Regions from separate parts of the Rattus norvegicus genome. Here region 2 is linked to region 1. Evidence: chromatin contacts called from public Hi-C data. All regions are on one chromosome and are shown on one strand. The core of a region is the stretch at or near the end of the contact, and the rest is flanking DNA. Distances in the headings are between cores, read along the strand shown.

Evidence for each region. A called contact is a pair of places that touch in the nucleus more often than the background predicts.
Region 2: a contact with region 1 is called in a Hi-C map of liver, with 5 times the contacts expected there. The contact joins two enhancer-like sites. A contact is called at or near these places in 3 of 12 Hi-C or Micro-C datasets (hepatocytes, kidney and liver).

The regions. Positions count from the first base shown.
Region 1 is chr18:25,125,258-25,127,826 of GRCr8, reverse strand. No RefSeq gene overlaps it. Among named protein-coding and RNA genes, the nearest start is that of Stard4, 22 kb to the right of the region's middle. Within about 2 kb of position 1,301, at least 7 of the 93 cell types and tissues checked have an H3K27ac peak or open chromatin away from gene starts, as enhancers often do. A contact at or near this core is called in liver, where this site is marked.
Region 2 is chr18:25,291,943-25,294,511 of GRCr8, reverse strand. Nrep (neuronal regeneration related protein) reads left to right here. Exons shown (of 4, transcript NM_001419561.1): 4 at 1,495-2,569. The coding sequence ends at 1,620. Among named protein-coding and RNA genes, the nearest start is that of Nrep, 27 kb to the left of the region's middle. Within about 2 kb of position 1,296, at least 1 of the 93 cell types and tissues checked has an H3K27ac peak or open chromatin away from gene starts, as enhancers often do. A contact at or near this core is called in liver, where this site is marked.

The DNA.
Region 1 (2,569 bases), core at 52-2,551:
AAGCAGATAATCTTTATGAAGGGTTGTGGATGCTGCTGTTTTCACTTAGTTAAAGTTTTACACATCACTTGTTGTAGCAGTTGCAATGGCTGTATCATAGATAGAACAACTCATTTAACTGACTTCATGTTTTTTAATTGATTTTACACTTATTTGGAAAAATTGTCAGTCGTGCCTTAGGGGGTCTGTGGTTGACGCACCAGCAAGGACCACAGAGGCAGTGTTTCTGTTTGTACAAATTGGAGCCATTTCTGGAGGTGGGAGTGGGGAGGGGGAGGGACTGGCAATAGCCACCACCTTGGTGAGAGAACACGTGGTATTACAGTGAGTCTGAATTACAAACCCAAGTGCTTTGGGGCTGCAGATGTGAAGAATATGCTGCATTTGCAAATAGAGCACAGGATCTCGTGGCAGTTAAGGCTGACCCTAACGTTTACACAGGTCTCATGTGTTCCTGAAAACCAGCACCTCTGCATCCAACCGCTCTGTCCCCCTCTTTCTGCTGCCTCATGCCCCCCACAGAATCAGTCGATGGCATTGTCCTTTGGTCCCAGAGCAGTTAGCCAGAGTCTGGCATTTTAAAAGCCTCCGTTTGTAGTTAGGTAGTAATGAGGTAGAGGGATTAAGTCAGTCACATCAAGAATGTCAGCCACACTACCTTAGCCAGGCTTCCTGCTTGGGTGAGCAGTCAGGGCTATGTAAGCCTCCACTTCTCTGGCAAGCTCACTTCCTCCCAGCTTCCTTAGCTGATGAGGAGAAGAATAGAAATCGTGAAATAAAGGCACAATAGTGAACGCTTACTTAGTCAAAGTTTCTTGTAGTTGATTTGTAAAAACCATAGGTGGTGTTTTATTCCCATCTAGTGGTCAAAATTGGACTCTGCAATTGAAATTTTTTTTTCTCATACATTTAAATGATTTGTGGTCTAGATAATGAAAACCCAGATTGTCTAAAGAGAGTAGCCGTGAGAAAGCTAAATTTAGGGGTCATTTCGGAATGCCAGTCTAATAATGACAATCCATTAAACTGACGTTTCCAAACGGACACCTAGGACCTGACCATGGACCTGAGCATACGAGGGCAATCCTTATAGGACAGCTAACATTTATTATGTACTGGAAAGCACACACTATTCCGAATGCCTTATTACCGTTTTATTATCTCTATAAGAACTCTTTGAGGCAAGTGCTTTCATGCCTAATTTTTGCAGATAACAGCCAAGAACTTGCGCCAAGGTCAGTGAGCAAACTGGAGAACCAGGAGTGCAGTTTCGGAACCAGACCCGCACAGCGTGTTCAGCACAGGGCAAACATGTACCGTGCGTCACGTTCACTCGAGTCTGCAGTCTCTGATCCAAAGGTCACTGGTACTTTACGTGTTGAACTTCAAACTTGTGGGAAACGTAGACTTCAGGAACGGAAGTTGATAAAGGCGTTTCCGAGAGGAGTTTCAGAGCCAGCAGGAACGTCAGCATCAATGTGAAGTGGACAAGTCCGGGAAGCAGCATAGCCCCCAAACGAAGGTTCATCAGGATGAAGTGGAGTGCGAGTGGGGTGTGGCAGCCGAGAATGACGTAAAAAGAAGAGGGCACACATGGGATGAGGGAAAACTTAGAAGGCATTGCCTGTGAGGATTTTGATACTGCATTAGGAAGTCGAACATTAGCCTAGTGGTCACAGGGAACTCATGATGATTTAACATTTAACATCTGTTGCTTTCATAATTTACCTAAAGCAAGATTTGTCCAATGCAGGAAATTTTTAAACCAAGAAAAGCATGAAGCTAAAAGGCTATCCTAAACGATGTTCTTGTTGATATTTGGAATGTATCTTCCCATCTTTATACTGTACACAAATGATTCCACCCCAAATAATCCATACTTCATAAAATTATTATATTTTATATAATAATTGTATCATAATAGATTTATTACAGTAAATGTCTCTTATCATTAAAGTATAAACACCAAAACAAACTGCAATTATAAGCTCCTATTACTAATAATCATTCTATTCTTTGTACATGTGTGCATACATATATGTGACATCCTTTTGAAACTTACAGCGATTTCATTTAAAATCACAAAAGAATAATTTATATACTCTTTTGGATGTTACAGGTTTCTTAATATATTGGGAACAAATATATTTTATAGAAAAGCTTAATGGTTGCCTTATATAGAAAATCATTATTCAATTAATTTCATTTTTTTAAAATGTCCTTTTATTTCGACTGAAAACAGTTATCCACTTACTTACAGCCCTGTTGCTGAATGTTCCACTCTGCTTTCTTGACCTCTTTGCTTGTCTTGGTAGCAAATTTGAGTAATGTATCTCTGTGGACACATAACCGTCAAAATATAGTAAATAGTCAAATAGTAAAATTAGAGAACTTTTCTGTTTTTAGAAATACCCTGGCTCTCAGAATCAGGAAAGGAACTTTAGAATTGTTGTCAGCATCTAAAATAGAAAGAAGAAAAAAGACAGTTGTCCGGGACTGGACTGCCGGACTGGGCAAAGCTAGAGCCCTGCCCTGAGCAGAGTTCTGAGAAGGGTTTGACCTTTTCAAA
Region 2 (2,569 bases), core at 47-2,546, 170 kb before region 1:
TTTCCTAGCTCTCAAATTTCATTTTGCAGTGTGTGTTTTTCTTCCTGGAGGTCAACGGTTAGTGGGACTGAGTCTCAAACACCAACACACAGCAGTGTGCTAGCTTTGGAACACTTTCAAGGCCACCCTAACTGGTCAGATTGGGGGGTGGCATTACTTGGAAAATACCAGTGGATTTTTTATCTTTATTTTGTGTACTGGATACTAAAATTTCAAGATCGAAATGGTTTTCACAACTGCATAGTACTTCCGTGTAGACAGTTCCTTTGACTGGAACACAAATACTTAAAAGACCAGAAAGGCTAATATCGTCCTTAAGAAAATGCCAAAAATTAACGGTTTGATTTAGAGAGAGTTTGTCTTCACTGAGTGTGTGTGGGTAAATGGGATATGCAATCATTTTTCCTTTTTAATGAATTAAGACTCTTATGTCAGTTGGTCAGTGGGCCCCGCTGAGGGAGGCTGCACCTCGAGGCTGCCCTCCTTCTGTGGATCAGCAGAAGCAGCACAGAGTGGTCATCACCTGTGGGGTTCATCAGCATAGCTATCAGCTGAGTAAGGAGGAACTTAGTTACCAAGTCTCAGGAGCCTCTGGGTGTGGTCTCGAGCTCTCCTCCTCTTTCCTGTAGCTAGCTGCTATCTGGGCTCCTTTTACATTGTATCTCTCACTCCACCATTGGGTACCATTTTAGTCCTGACCATTAGCATTTGTATGAAACATGCCAGCTGCTTATAGAGTAACGCTTACATAGAAATGATTTCTGTATTATGATCTATTTTAAATAGTATAATAGAAAGTAGGCTACTGTCAGCCCTCCATTACATCACCCATGTACTTAAATACACACACACACACACACACACACACACACACACACACATGCACACACAGAGAGAGACACACACACATACACGCAGAGACGAGACACATAGGTTTAGAGAGATGGCCCAGCGGATAAGGTTAAGAACACTTTCTGTTCTTGCAGAGGACCTGGGTTCAGCTCCTAGCCCCCACGTGGTGCTTCACAACCATTTGTAGATACAGTTTCAGGAATCCAATGTCCTCTTCTGCCCTCCATGAACACCAGGCCAAATGTACACACATATACATGCAGGCAAACACTCATACACATAAAATAAATCTTTGAAAATGTATTAGCACTTCTATGTATACCCCTAACCCAGCTTGATCCTGGGTCCTGCCTAATGCTAGCCACTGTCCCCAGAGACCTGACACTGAAGAATGACACCACCATGAGAGAAAGAGTTCACTCTACTTGAGCAAAGAAAAGCTTCTTCAATTGCTTCATCCCCCACTGGCCTGATACTGACGCCCAACAGAATACTGTTAATATATAAACGGTTTGCACAATAGCAAAAGTTCCTGGACAAGAAAAAGGCAGAGAAGCAAAAACTGTTAAAGATGGTTTTAAAAGTGTGACTAAGTCTGTCTTTGTGTATGTGTGTGTCTCTCTGTCTGTCTTCTCCCTGCAGGGAAGACTTCCTGTGCCTAAGGAAGTGAACCGCAAGAAGATGGATGAGCCCATCGCTGCCTCGCTGATTCCGCCGGGCAACCATGAACCCGGCTCCCCAGCTATCGGTTACCTCCACCCTTTTTAATCGTCACACCTCCATTTGTATTGCATACGGTGTATGGGGTTTTGATGAGGTCTTGGTATCATATATGGGATTTTTTTTTTCTGTGTAAATCATCAAATATAAGAAGAAACTATGGGACTCTAAGCCTGGCTTTAGAGAATTTACAGTGGACAAATAGGTTTCATCAAACCAGTTTTTAATCATTCTGACTCAAGTGAAAACACTCAGAATTTCACACTGTGAATCCACGTTTACAACCCCTACAGGTGGGCCTTCAGGCCTGGTTCGCTACAACAATGTCTTCCACAACTCAAAACTCCTACTGCGCTCACACGACCGGTCCACTCCTGCCTTTCGTCACAGCTCCCGACTGCTTCTTGCAGAGGCTGAGAGTCCCCCCCACTTTTTTTTTCATTTAGATGTAACAAGCCTAGTAGTTTAAGTTCATCGATTGTCTGTATACCTCTATATTTTACCCATGTACTCTTTTGCTGTATAGAAGTAGTTTGAAACTCATTGTTTCCTTGTGGTAAGTGACTGAGACGCTGCCACAGGGCCTGAGACACTGATGAATGGTGCTATTTTGGACTTTCAACATGCTCCTTGGCGAGGTAGCTCTGACGGAGTTGTTTTTAATTTCCATGTTCTAAGAAGGTGTTGGTACTCTGTTTCCCGGAATGTTCTTCTCTAGACTGGACTGACTTGTTTTCCTTGTGTCTTGAGTGTGGCTTTCTTCTTCAGTGTTGTAGGCTGAGCGGATGCTACCAAGAGTGTGAGAGGCTGTCCTCTCGTGACTGGCCCTGGGTGGATGTGCAGTCACGGTAGCGGGAGCAATCACAAAACTGTAATTGACCTACCAGAACTCTTCCTTTCTGCAGCCTCACCCGCCTGACTTAGAAAAAGAAAAGCAATAATTTTTTTCCAGGCGTTTCGAGGTTATTTCTTTGGAATCTTTTTGTTTGACTAGATA